2 separate regions of the Mus musculus genome follow, and region 2 is linked to region 1. The links are chromatin contacts, called in public Hi-C maps. All regions are on one chromosome and are shown on one strand. Each heading gives the region's core, a stretch centred on a gene start, on an enhancer-like site or on the middle of the called end of the contact. The rest is flanking DNA. Distances are from core to core; before and after follow the strand shown.

The links. A called contact is a pair of places that touch in the nucleus more often than the background predicts.
Region 2: a Hi-C map of Sertoli cells shows a contact between it and region 1, with 2.6 times the contacts expected there. The contact joins the promoter of Cobll1 here to the enhancer-like site in region 1. A contact is called at or near these places in 8 of 484 Hi-C or Micro-C datasets (the HL-1 cell line, Sertoli cells, brown adipocytes and 5 more), 1 of 115 datasets of contacts at active chromatin or transcription factors (the NIH/3T3 cell line) and 2 of 9 other capture datasets (adipose tissue and liver).

What each region holds. Positions count from the first base shown.
Region 1 is chr2:64,957,072-64,964,476 of GRCm38.p6, reverse strand. All of the region lies in intron 2 of Grb14 (growth factor receptor bound protein 14), which reads left to right. Among named protein-coding and RNA genes, the nearest start is that of Grb14, 62 kb to the left of the region's middle. Within about 2 kb of position 2,091, at least 28 of the 459 cell types and tissues checked have an H3K27ac peak or open chromatin away from gene starts, as enhancers often do. A contact at or near this core is called in Sertoli cells, cortical glia and granulosa cells, where this site is marked.
Region 2 is chr2:65,234,998-65,242,040 of GRCm38.p6, reverse strand. Cobll1 (Cobl-like 1) reads left to right here and starts at 3,250. Exons shown (of 14, transcript NM_177025.6): 1 at 3,250-3,678. The coding sequence starts at 3,602. Gm13594 (a long non-coding RNA gene) reads right to left here. Exons shown (of 2, transcript XR_001783320.2): 1 at 3,959-7,043; 2 at 1,845-2,535.

The DNA.
Region 1 (7,405 bases), core at 842-3,341:
TCATTGGGAAATTAGCAAGGGATTTTTGACTTGACTCTGTATAATGTACATTGGATTCAAATGCACAGAAATGTGTGTGTGTGTGCACGTGTGCACATATGTGCATGTGCACATAAGTATGTGGGGGTAGCTTAGAATGGAAGCTTATACCTATGTGTGTCCACATATGCACATGTGCACATATGTATATGGGCATAACTTTGGATGGAAGCCTATATATGAGGCAGATTTGCATATGTGGCAATGTGGAATCTCTTTCCAGGTCAACTTTAGGACATGTCCACTAGTGAGACTATAAGGGGCTACTTTTGTCCAGGAATGCAAACTTATTTGAAACATCCCAAATCTTTTCCTATTGCATTCTGGCCCTAGTATGCAGAACTAGACCCCTGGCTACTCAGGTTCTTGAGTCTTGATTTGTTTGCTTTGACCAGGCACTTTTTTAAATGGGATATTTTCTTTATTTACATTTCAAATGTTATTCCCTTTCCCAGTTTTCCCCGATCCTGGAAACCCTCTATCCCATCCTCCCTCCCCCTGCTTCTATGAGGCTGTTCCTCCACCCACCACCCACTCCTACCGTCAATTCCCCTACACTGGAGCATCTATCAAGCCTTCACAGGACCAAGGACCTCTCCTCCCATTGATACATGACAAGGCCATCCTCACATATGCAGCTGGAGCCGTGTATATTCCTTGGTTGAAGGCTTAGTCCCTGGGAGCTTGGGGGGGTGGTTCTGGTTAGTTGATATTGTTGTTCTTCCTATGGGGTTGCAAACCCCTTCAACTCCTTCAGTCCTTTCTCTAACTCCTCTATTGGGGACCCACCCACCGCTCAGTCCAATGGTTGACTGTAAGCATCTGCTTCTGTATTTGTAAGGCTCTGGCAAGGCCTCTCAGGAGACAGCCATATCAGGCTCCTTTCAGCATGCACTTCTTGGCATCCACAATAGTGTCTGGGTTTGGTTACTGTATATGGGATGAGTCCCCAGGTGGGACAGTCTCTGGATGACCTTTCCTTCAGTCTCTGCTCCACACTTTATCTCCACATATGCTCCTGTATTTTATTCCCCTTCTAAGAAGGACCGAAGCACCCACACTTTGGTCTTCTTTCTTCTTGAGCTTCATGTGATCTGTGAATTGTATCTTGAGTATATGGAGCTTTGGCAAATGGATGGAACTAGAAAATATCATCCTGAGTGAGGTAACCCAGTCACAAAAGAACATACATGGTATGCACTTAGTGATAAGGGGATATTAGCCCAGGCACTCTTTATAACTGTCAAACGGAAGCAGAGCAGCAAGCAAGCGACTGCTAAGCCAAGGCTACTACACAGAAGGTGTGGCAAACTTCCATCCTGTAGTCTTAAAAATAAATAACATTAGGGATGAACTTAAAGACCTTGGGTTAGTAGGAGCTTGAGGGACCTGACTACTTAAAACCCCAATCTTTCAAATGTGAGAAAAGGTCTGGGGCAAATCTGCTGTTAGTAGCTAGCTCCCCTTTCCATTATGGTTCTGTCACCATCAGCTGTTGAGCAGTCAATTCTCTTGCCCCTATTGAGGAGAGCCTTGTAAAACTTCTATTTTAAACCTTATTACTGTATTCTCAGATAATTTTGAGAGGTGCTTTGTAATTGGGGTGTGGCAGATTTCGTTCTCCATTTTACTGGTCTGAAGGGAACCCGGTGCTCAGCATGTCCGGATGAGACCACCCTTCTCCTTGGTCTGCTGGCAACTGTGAAGTGTCACTAGTTCTGCTACAGCAAACCCAGTCTTATTGTTGTTGTTGTCATTGTTGTTATTATTATTTGCTTTTCTTCTTCCTCAATACCTTTTCTCATACTATTTGCTTTACCCAGGTTCCCCCTCCCTCTGTGTTTCAACTTTTTACACAATGTCAAATATGACAACAGGCCACTTTAAGTCCCAGATTGGGTTTTGTTCAGCTGAGACTTTCTATGAAAACTTGCTACTATTTTCTCTTTGGTCTGCATGTGTGGTTTCAAACTTGAGGGCTCAATAGTGTTGTTGTGGAATCCGTAATGTCTCACTTGGGGTTACAGACAATGAGTCTATTCACCATAGAATAACTATTTCATTTGTCCATTGTGAGCCCCGTGTTCTGTGGGCTGCTGGAGAGAAGATAGGAAGCCGCTGTGACTGATGTTGTGTGGTGTTCTGTGTAGCAATGGCTTTGTGGGTTTGATGGCACAGGTACACCACGCATGGTATAGACATTCTGGCCTTAAACTGGAAAAGTCATTGACATTTTCCTTCCAAGAAATAATGGTGTATCTGAGACTTTAGGGAAGAAAAGTAGGTTTCAGGGAGATAGTTCAGATAGTACCAGTAGTCAGTGCACTATGTCAAAGCATGCTGTGTTCTGGAAGGAGCTAGGCACTTGTAAGAAACTGAGGGTGAGTGGGGGTGGGGTTGGGAGTGGGGGTGGTGAGATCAGGGAGGAAGGAGCAGGTTGTGTGGAATGAAGCTGAAAAGCAGACTAGGATAAGGCATGGTCTTTGTTATGTCAGTTCCCGAGAGTCAATATTCGTGACATTTGCGTGTTTTGAACGAATGTAACTAATTAAAAATGCATAGTTTCTGCTCAGGCATAAGGATTGTTGAATATTTCTTTCAAATTTCCTAAGACTTTGTTATGTGGTGTCTCTAAGCTATGTACTCCTTTGCTCTCAGTATTTCACACCTAGAAAAAGTTGAGGAAGGGCGCAGGGAGCAGCAGCTTTGCTGGAGTTACTGAGGGCTGCTGGAGCAGCGTTCTTTTGGAGATTCATTGTTTGAAAAGCAGAGATATGGAATAAGAACTAATGAACGCATTATTTCCATCCCCTTAAGCAAACACACAGGCTTGTTTAATTCAAAATCCTTACACTGTCTCCTCTTATCTCTGGCCACAGCATTCCTTATTTAGAAGAATGTGAAGATCCAAGGCTGCTCTGACCTTGCTATAAAAATATTCATATGATTTAAGTACATTTGCTCTCTGTTTAAAGAAAAAAAACAGCAAGAAATCTTGAAGCATCAGAAAATGTTTTGTAATCTTTCTCTAGTTGCTCATAACTTTGGAAGAGTTATAGAAACAAAATGAGCTCCACTTTGGGTCCTAGTGCAGGGAACTCTTCTGTGGACTTTTTGTCTTAACTTTAATCTTCTAGTAATTATACGTTAGTGATAGAAATAATGGATACATAGGATTAAAGAATGAAACTTAAACACTGGAAGATACACTTAAAATATGTTTATCACATTATTTTAAATACAGTACTAGTTAATATTAATTGAGCTCAGATTTTTTTCCTAGACACTCTAGCCCAGGAGCAACACAGTCCAGTCATGCTCCAGTCATCATTCCTCTGTTTGCCCTTTTTCTTCTTTCTCTCTCTCCATTCTATTTGTTTTTTGTTTTAATGATTGATCTCATACACTTCCCCACTGTGACAAGCTGTGTTCTCTCTCTTATTCTCTGAAGAAGCTGAGGACAGTGAGGGCAGGACGTGGGGCATTTATCAGTTTCCCAGGATGGCAGTTTGGAAAGCCCTTGGCAAATACTCATTGGACACTCCTGATGCATCCCCAAAGCTCTTGAGTGCATCCAGCTTGGAAGGAACTGGGGATCCTCTTGCATCCCATTGTTGTGGTCAGCTATGGGGGGGGGGGGGAGGGGGGTTAAGGAGAGGGGGAGAGACCTTGTTTAGTGTCTGCTCTGTCTTCCTGGGCTTTTCCATATAATAAACTTCTCTGAGAATCAAATTCCAGGTAATTTCACAGAAATCCAGAGTGTTCTGAGAACAAGGCAGTGTGTATTGCCCTCACTCTCAGCCTCTCTCTTTCTCTCTTTATTTTGGTTCTTTTAGACACAACCTTCAGCTTATATTTGAAGTATTTTGTCTCTAAGTCTAGAGGTTGTAAGGCCCTCGAATGTTTTTCTGAAGTCAACCTTTTTTTCTTCTTCTTTCCTCTCTATTGTTGTGTCTTTTATTTAAAAAGAAAAAAAAAGGTGGATTTTGAAATCTCTTTCTGCTGCTCACTTTGTATGGGAGAACTGGTTTGCTGGATCAGGAGTCTAAAGACATTCTGGTATATCCCCGTAAACGGATACACTCACTGACACTCGAGACTGTGAGGACTACACTACCGTGACCAGTGATTTTCGTGCTTCAAGTGGGCGCTGTTAGAACAGATTTGAAGTTGTAAACTGCTCCTAAGGCAGAGATGGCTCAGTTTTCTCAGTCTGTCAATCATCCATCCACATGGAAGGATTTCTCATCAGAGCCATTGTATATACCGTGGCATCCTTTGGGGCAGTCTGTTTATGCTAGGGAGATGCTGTAAACATATCCCATCAGAGCTGTGTGTCTCTTGTTACTCAACTGTCTTTTCCATTGGGAAGCAAAGTCTGTTCCTATTCTTTGGCTCCAAGCAGAATTTCATTTGGTGTACAATTGCAAATGATATTAGTCTTCTCATCCTATTTTCTTCACACTAGAAAGCAAGCTGGGAATTCGGGGGACTTAACTAGAAATGTATTACATCCCTTTATTAAGTAGCATGGTCATACAAATGCCCAGCCCTTTTTATCTTTCAGGCTGCAGCGGAAACAGGATGCTAATATTATGTTCTAAGGGTTCTGAAGAGCAGAACTGCTTGTTTTCCCACGATCCTTAACAGCCCCAGCTTGAGGTGTGCACCCATCAGTCCCGTGTCTTCTGTGAGGAACTGATTTCTTTTTCTTAGATAGGAAGGTGTACTAATGCTTTTTGCAAGAGGCCTAATGCCACTTGAGAGTTGAAGCTTACTTTATCTTTTCTGTCGTCACGAATTTAAAGGAGATAAGTAGACATAGAACAGAGTTCTCAAGGCCTTTCTGCACTAGTGACATAAAAAAGTTTCTATAAACAAGTGGGTTCCAGAGACCTCTGGGATGTGCTGTAGAGGAAAGCTAAACTAGGTGAAATCTCGTCTTGCTCTCTCACACACACACACACACACACACACACACACACACTCTGCACACATACTATACAAACATACACACACACACACACACACATACACCAATATACACCCTGTATATGTACACACACATACACACACAAACACATAGTACACATAGCTCACACAACACACACTTTACATACACACCTTACACATACACATGTATATACACATACTTATCACCTATATATACATGTGCCCACAATACCACACATATACATATATGCACATAAATACATATATACAAAAGTGTATATTTGAAAAACACCAGCATTAAATTTTTTTCTTTTACAAAATCTGCCTTTGAAATGGAGTTAAAACCAAAGTATTTTTTCTTTATTAAAATCAATAACACTTATTCCATGAATTTCAACTGGCTTTAAAGCCTTGTTCCAGGAAATTTTCTATTGACATTGCTTCTGAAATTTAATTTTCTGGTACTTATGTGCTAGTGATAGATATAATTGGTAACATGTAATAAGATAATGAGGCTCTTAACTTACATGTTCCAATCTTGAAAATCTGTAACAATGCAGGTTGCACGGAGCAATGCGTTTCCTGAATGAGTGGTTAAAAATTTCTCTTCTCAGTGCTTTGCCTGCTCTGTACTTTCCTCTCATTTACAATCTAGCATAGCTCCCGAGTGTCTCTAACTTTTACATTTTCTTAGTTTCTTTGAAATAAAACATGGGGTTGGAAAATGAGAAGCAGGCTTCTCTGACACAGGTGATGAGAGTTTGCTGTAAGAAAACACATGGGGTAGTCAGGAGGTTGAGGGGGCCTTTCCTGCTCGCCCATCCTTCAGTCACCCTTCCTGGGTTTTTGCTCCAGGATACACCATTGCTCCACTGAATCAGGTTCACTGATGCTCAGTCAGGGGTTATACTGTCCTGGATGTGGGCAGGAACACCCTCTAGAGTTTGATCCTGTCCGCTGTAAGCATGGCCACATGGGGAGCAGCGGAAACATCCTTAGAAAGCCAGCCCTGGCCTCCTCCAGATCCACATGTAAGAGGCATGCCCTTATGAACAACAGCCTATTTAGATAACATGGCCCAATGAGATGCCACAAAAATCACTATGTGGGGAACTGCTAAAAACCAGATGAGAAGAAGGAAACTTCAGCGACAATCCTGACTGGCTTTGAACATGTGCTTTCAGACACCAGTGGCTTTGTATCTTGAGACTGCCATATTGAATCAGTTCGTACTTGGACTTTCTTTCCCCAGTACATGAACCTTGCCTTTCCATTTATTTATTTATTTATTTATTTATTTATTTATTTATTTATTATTCGATATTTTCTTTATATACATTTCAAATGCTATCCCAAAAGTTCCCTATACCCTCCCTCCACCCTGCTCCCCTACCCACCCACTCCCACTTTTTGGCACTGGCATTTCCCTGTACTGGGGCATATAAAGTTTGCAATACCAAGGGGCCTCTCTTTCCACTGATGGCCGACTACATCATCTTCTGCTACATATGCAGCTAGAGACACGAGCTCCGGGGGTACTGGTTAGTTCATATTGTTGTTCCACCTATAGGAATGCAGGTCCCTTCAGCTCCTTGGGTGCTTTCTCTAGGTTCTCCATTGGGGGCCCTGTGTTCCATCCAATAGATGACTGTGAGCATCCACTTCTGTGTTTGCCAGGCACTGGAATAGCCTCATACGAGACAGCTATATCAGGGTCGCTTCAGCAAAATCTTGCTGGCGTATGCAATAGTGTCTGGGTTTGGACATGCACCTTTCCTGAACAGAGATATTTTTGAGTAATTATATTTACCATGATGGAAAACAGTTTCAAATTGAATGCCAGGAAAATAAGTTGAATATTTAGTGTGCAGAATGCTCACAGGCCTTGCAATGGATGGATCTGCTCAGCAGGGTTTGATTAAGCCAAGATGACTTAAGCTAGGTTGCTGGGGTATAAGTGTAAATAGTGAATAAATAGAAATTTTTCCCAGACAGGGGGGATGCTTGCTAGAACAGGTGGGAAAGGCACACCACAAAGCCTTGAATATCCAAAATATTCTACTGAAAAGAAGGAGTTCCTTGAAATTCAGGTGGACCATAACTAAGGATTTGTGGGTAGAACACAGATGCAAGTTCCAGGTGGAGTTTTACATGTGACAGGAAAGATGGCTTTCAGGGACATGTTACGCTTTTCCTAGGATCATAGTGACCCAGTCCATCAAACCTTAATTGCATCCTGGAGAGCCACAACCCTTGTCTGATCACTCCCTCCCCCAAGTCCATAGCACAGATCATCCATCAGCCTGAGAATAGGGTTACAACATATGAGTTGTGTTAGGCACACATATTCGGCATACTGCCATGTGCTTCCTTCATATGGGTTGCATCTGCCCAAGGCTGGTGTCTTTGTGAT
Region 2 (7,043 bases), core at 2,001-4,500, 280 kb before region 1:
CTGCAAAAAAGACTCTTGAGACTAGATGAGCTGCCTGATAGAAGCAGAGCCCAGCCAAGCTGTCTGGAAGGGGGTTAGACCAACTGACGTACCTAGAAAGGACATCTCCTAATTGTGGAGCTGCCTGTAGGCTATTCAGTGTGTTCCATGGGGTGGGCTTTTGGGATACAAGTGTTTGGAGTAATTTCTGCTCCTGTAAGTAACCCTAATCAAACTCATTGGTTCACCAAATCAGACTTTAGTGGTATCTGTACTTGGGTCTGTTTCAGGTTTCCTAATTGGGGTGAGTAGATATGTGTTGCATCTCCCCGGGGAAAAGTTTTGTCACACAACAAATCTCTTAAGTGAAATCTTTAAGATTTCTTCCATTTCCCTATTCCACAAATATTTGCAGACTGTCTTCTGTGGTGTGAGCTGCATTTAGAAGACAAGGGTGCGCGCAAAGCCTCTTCTATCCAAACCCCTCCTAGTCTGTGTAACAGTCAGTTGTCACTGTCCATTTTCCTGAACTTAGATCACCCAGATTAATAAAACCATACCCATGGAGCTGTGGACAAGGACAGTTCTAGAAAGATGAACTGCTGTGGGGAAACCAGTCCAGTTGTGAGCAGTACCTTCTCTTGGGTTAAGGGCTCATAGGAAATAAAACCTGAAAAAAAGGAGGAAGCCAGCCCAGTGCTGGCACATGCCTTTCTCGTTTTCCTGGCCACCATGCATGGACTGCCGCTCTCCATCACACCATTCCTGACCTGATGAGCAGATACCTCTAAGTCCCTAAAACTGGGAGCTGAAATCAGTCCCACTCCCCTGCTGTTGTGTGGTATTTTGATCACAGCAATGAAAAGCTAACTGAAACAGGTGCAGCAGCCGTTGTCCACCTAACAATCAAATCAGTTGAAGAGAGAAAGGGCTATTTCTATCCGTGCTATTATTCCAAAGTGATAATATCTGAGACAATCCCTGCATTGATGATGATTGGATGAAATTGGAGGGGAGATTTCCAAACAAGAAAATGGAGCAACATCTGGACAGACTTGGACAACTTTCAGAGGGACTGGGAAGGGGCTGTTTTCCAGCATTATGTTAAAAAAAAGGGGGGTTATTTAAAAACAATGATTACCATTGCCGATAAATTATGCAGTTACAAGATTACAGCATAGACAGTAATGTATAAGAATATGAAGTATAGTCTTGGTTCTGAAAGATGCTGAACAGTTTATTGACTTAATCTCAAAATAGATAATTAGTGCTTTGGGGGATTCTGCTGCAAACCCCGAGCCTCTCCAAGAAGAGGTGCTCAGGGTAATAGTGTAACATATTTAGGATCCTTCAACTTAGTGTCACCTCCATCTTGACCCATCTCTGCAGGATGACAAGAGTAGGTTACAGCAGGCTCAGCACTCTCCTTAACGTGATTCTACCAGGAAATGAAACATCTCACTTGTCAAGCAAGCCATTTGGGTAGGCTCAATTTCAGTGTGTGGAAAGTATGACCCTGCCCGGTGCCCAAGAACAAAAGGATGTAAGGGAAAAGTGGTGTCATGAAAATTGCACTCAGCAGTTACGAAATGTTGTAAAAATCTCTTAAAGATTAGCCTAACTGGAATCCATAATAGTACTAGGATGCCATAAATCAAGGTTGAAACTAATTAAGTGCTTGATCCTGTGATTCAAAGTTATAAACTTTAAGTAGTTTCAGTGTTCCTTGCTATTTACAGCCTGTCTATGCAACAGCTGTAAATCTGCTTATCCATTTACGGTCAGAAAGGATTCATGAACTTGTCAAACCAGTGTTATTATTTAAAGTCTAAAATCCAGATCCATTTCAAACAATTGCCTCGTTATTAGTCAAATTATTTAAAAGCAACTTTTAATGATAGAGTTCTAACACAGTCATCGCAGAAGTCACCACGATCTTCACCTCCATTTCATATTCAAAGATGTACTGAGACCATATTCACCACAAGGGAGAGGAAAGAGACAAAATCCAATTATGTGGAGTAGTAGTTAGTACTTTTGGTTCCAGAAATTATTGGTGGTGGTTGTAATGAATGAGCAACAAAGAACCTTTAATTAAGCACGGGTTATAAATACTAGTTTAATTTTAATGTGAACCAAAAATGTTAAGTCCTTTGTTATCCTACATCATGTTTTTATGCCTACAGATTTGCCACTTGAGGTATCCATTTATATATTTTTAATTTAGCATTATTTCCTGATGTTCGCTTTTGGACTCATCAATATGATTTACTTTAAAACAGTTGGCAAGGGTCTAAGGGTAAGGAGACAATATGCACCCGGTTGTCAGGTGGCACGTCTCCTCTGAGAAGAACTCTTGCAGGAACCGAAACTACAAACAAGCAAGCACTGTCTGAGATTCCTTTATTCCTGTGAAACTTCCAGGAGGCCACTAAATCTCTGCTGTTCTTTCTTAGCTTATAGACTGTCATCATGAGAACGTCCAGTCCTCAAATCCCAGCTGTTGGCTGTTTACATCAAGAGAGGCATGTCTGGGAAGACTGGACGAGCTTAAACCTGCCAGGGATTAAAAAGATCACAATGTCAGAGGTGCCTTTTAAGGGCTAGCAACCGTAGGGGTCAGTAAGGTTAAAAAGAAAATCCTGCACTTCGAAGGTCAGACTGCAGGTGGTCAATCAGCAGGACTCGGTCCATGAGCTCTCCTCACTTCCGCTACAGCTTGGGTCCTCCCTGGGGTTTTGCTGGCCAGGTAGCCTCCCTGTCCGCCCACTCTTCCTCTTGGGTTCGCGAGGCTTCCCAAAGCTACTCAGTGTCAGTGGGGACTAAAACGAGCAGCCTAGACGCTTCCTCTCCACCGGCCTCCCCCGCGGTACCTAAAAGCCGCGTGCTCCGCGGAGGGGTGCGGGGTGGGGTAGGAAATTCCTCCTCGCTCCACGTCCCCGCCCGCTCGCCCTACCCGTCCCCTCTCCGGCTGGCTGCTCTGCTCGCTCCGATGCTGACCTCGTCACCCTCACTTCTGCAGAGCGAGGTGGCCGAGGCGGCTGCGAGCTCGGGGCTCCCGGCAGGGCCATGGGGCAGGGTGAGTTGGGGCGCGGGCGCGGCGGCCGGGGGCCGGCCGCTTTCCGCCGCGCGCTCGCTCCGGGCGTCCGAGCTAGCCGTGCGGGGGAGGAGCGGAGCCTGGACGGGCCGGGTCCCCTAAAGCGGGCAGTGGCTTGGGAAGGCGGGGGCGCTGTGGTTCGCAGCTCCTCCGGAAAAGTTTGCACGGGATTCAGTTGGTGCGCAGCGGGCCGCTGGAGCCCAAGCACTGCGGGCGTGGCGACCGTCCCGCGCCCGGTCCGCTCCTCCTCCTCCTTCACAGCCCGGGCTGCCGCGCGCCGCCCCTTCGCCCGGGACTGGCTGCGGGCTGCGGCCGGGGCGGGGACCTGTAGCCGTCGTCGCGGCGCCCTCGGGCAGGGACCGACCGGCAGGTGGAAGCGCCCCGGGGAGGCGGGGCCGCCCCTGGCTGCCGTGGGTCGAGGCGGGCTCTTGGCCCGGCCGCTCCCGCCCTGACCCGCCGGCCTCTCCCACCCTAGCAGTGACGCGCCGCCTCCGAGCCCGAGCCCGCGCCGCGGCCAGCAGCGCGATGGACCGCAGCGTCCCGGATCCCCTACCCCGCAGCGCGCCCCGCACCCCCGCCATGCAGCCCGCGGGCTCCGCAGGGTAAGTAAGCCTCCCTCCCGGCCGCCGAGGCCTCGCGCGCTTCACCTGCCCGAGGCGAGCTCCCCGCGGGGCCGCCGGGCTCCCGGGCCGACCCACACGCGGGCGGGAGACTGCGTCCTCCCGGACGAGTCGGGGTGGGGGGTTCGGTACTTTGGGCAAGCTTTCCGATCGGGGTTACGGAAGGCCAGGCGAATGGCAGGCGTTGGGTGAGGAGTCCCGGAGCAAAAGTGGTAACAAAGGGCCCCTTGTTGGGGCTCTGTAGCGGCGGGGGGGACGACACCTGTAAGCGCGCTCCGGGAAAGGAAGGAAAAGTTTCCACAGCCAAGCGCTCCAGCCCAGGAGGATGGTTTCTGTCAAGGTGACTGCAAGGAAGGGGCTTCCTGAAAGTCCACGGAGGGCGCAGCAAGGTGTGCCAGCTGTCAGCCCGGCTTGACAGTTCCGGGAGCAGGCGGGGTGCTCGCCTCTGACTGGGGGTGTGTGTGTGTATGTGCTTCTGGCCAATTGGTGATGCCAAAGCCGAGTGCGAAGTCAGTCGCATTGGCAAACACCTATACTTTTTTTTTTTTTTTTTTACCGTCACGTGTTTGAGGAGCGATTGGAAGGGAAGGGGCTGTCACATGGTGAGTTAATATTAAATGAAGCATGCCTTCCTGCCAAATATGCTAAACATCACTCTGTTAAACGTTTGGGTAAACAGTGGTGGGAACAGGTAGTCCTGCAAGGGCCAAGGAGAACTTGAGAATAACCTTTGTCGTAGTAAATGGTCAAGCTACACAACCCTGTCCTAGGTGAGACCGCCTCACTGCTGTCATGTAGCCTCTTTGCCATAAAGCACCCCCAGTTTCTCTTTTTCTTTGTTAATCAGAACCTAGAAATGCCTTAAGCAGAGTATGAAAATTCCGGAAATTGGAACATTAAGGAACAGGCGACTTTGTAAGCAATGAATGAAAGTCGTTCTTTTTTTTTTTTTTCCCCTGGTTTAAGAGTGAAGAAGTCATTTTTCCCTGGAACATGACAGGCGTTTCCTTAGGAGCAAGTCACAGCATGTTTATTCATCAGAGGCCATGCGAGCATTGGCAGTTGTCTAGAGGAAACATGGAAGAGTCTCAAGGCAACATGACTAATCTAACAGATATTTAGTGTAATGCTTACATAGAGGAAACATGCAGTGTATGAATTCGTTCTTTTTTCCTCTAAATTTCGATCTCCTCCATGCAAATATCCCCTATTGCTGTAGAGCGCTACTTTTTTCTTGGGGGGGCGGCTTTCCACCGTTTAGATACTAATGTGTCTCCTTCCATATATTTTTACCGTATGGAGAGTAAGTGTGTCGGTAGGATGAGGTAAAGCAAGGCCTGGAGACAGAGCTGTGGATTAATGTAAGTTAATGTCATACAAGCTTTCACACAAAACTGAATTAGACTCTCAGAAAACAGCAGAGAATTCCCGTGTGTGTCTGTGTAATACACTTACACAACACGCAGTCTCAGATGCTCAGGAATCGGTTCTTCTAAACAAAATAGGTGAGGCCGGAGAGCTCGGTGATGAAATATAGAGCTTTCTAGTGACAAGCCTAGAATACCCCGGGTTTTATGCTTGAGAACTTGGGGGCTAAACAAATGAGTTCCTTGAAAGTATGCATATATTTAATTGCTTGATGACTTTATTTATTTATTTATTTATTTGGCAGCGACTCCTTTAGGCTAGGCTGGTCTGCAACTGCATTTATAGTTGAGGGTTACCTCTTGTTTCTGCCTCCCAAAATTGAGGTTACAGGAATACACCACTGCACCCTAAAGAGGAAAATATTTTAAAGAACCTTTGTGCTTACCTTTCAAACTTCAGGGAAGATATCTGGGAAAATGCTCCTGTAAATAAACTGCCATAATACCTAATAGTATTCTTTTAAGAAAAAAAAAAAGAGCTTCTAGTGGCTTGCCCTCTCCCACTTGTCTATTCCAAGTGCCTGTCATGTCTGATGAGTATTCAGGATTAGTGTTTGCTTTTTCTAAAAAAAAAAAAAAAAAAAAAAAATTGAGACCTTTAAAAAAGTTTAAATTGTGGGAAAATGAGAGTATTTAGGAGGTGCAGGGTGCAATCCTAATATGATATAATTGTTGGTTTTGAAGGTAGGTTCCTTACTATAGAACTAATTATATCATGACTCAATAGCCTAATAGCTGGTGAGGCCTACTTTAGTTCTTATCCGTGGATATTGTTGTTCAAAAGAAGTCCTCTGTTGTCTGTAATTTTCCAAGGTTTACTCTGTTGTAACAGGTTATTTGAAGGGCAAATCAATGCAGCTTCATATTTTACAAGGGTGGGGGTGGGGGTGGGGAGGAGGAAGCTCTTTGCTTGAGTTACTGAGCCAATTAGTAAAACCTGAGGTCTGGGGTGCCTGCTCACTGTGTTAATTGATTTGAATGCCTTCTGACTAAGGTAATAGTAATCTACGTTTTAACATATGGGTGCTGAATGGTTAACAGAGTTCTATAGTTTATATAGTTTAGATCTTGTGGAGATTCCTAAGTTTGAAACTTTGCCCCCCTCCCCTACATAACGGAATTGGTGGTGCGGTGCCTTTAAGAGGTGTGACAAGGTCATTAAGGGGGATTAACGGGAGTGGGTTGGTTATGGGTACAGAATACTGTTGTAAAGTGAGCCTGGCTTTCTCTGCTTGCCTTCTGCTCCATGTCTTATGGTCTCCTACTTTGCTACCTGTGCCTTTTGGTGCGGCTAGCAAGCCTTCACCTGGTGAACATACAGGGCTGCCCTGAGCTCAGGCTTTTAGTCTCTGTAGCTGGTGCTAAACAGGCCTCTTTTCTTCAAGGAATGCCTAATCACAGGTATTATTATATTGTAACATAAGATGTTAGGGGGAAGGGGAATAACATTATTGTAGGAAAAAAAAATACTCTGTGGCCTCTTGGTTACTGTTGCTTTGAAACATTCTAAAAATTGTAAGCTTGCATATGTAAGTAAAAATGTGATGGTTTAAGTTTTTCTTCAGTGTTTTCATAGACTTAACTCACATTTAACATAGTGTGGTGGTGAGACACCTGGGAGACATGGCCTCATCTGCATAGATGTTGTGGCTGCCTCATGGACTCCTGCTGAAAAGACCCCTGAAGTGAAGGGGTCTTGTTCCAGTCCTCACACCTCCTCAGGGGTTTACGGTGGCTTCTGGTTCACCTCCTCAATCCCTAATAAGGTGGTGACGTTATTAGCTCTCCTTTTCAGTATTGCCTATAAGCATCCATTGACCATTTGTTGGATGTCTTGTAGGCTTGGCTTTTGATTTTGAAAAAATGCTGCTGAGTTTAGACTTCAAAGCCATAGAATTCCAACAGCTCTGGTGTTTTTAC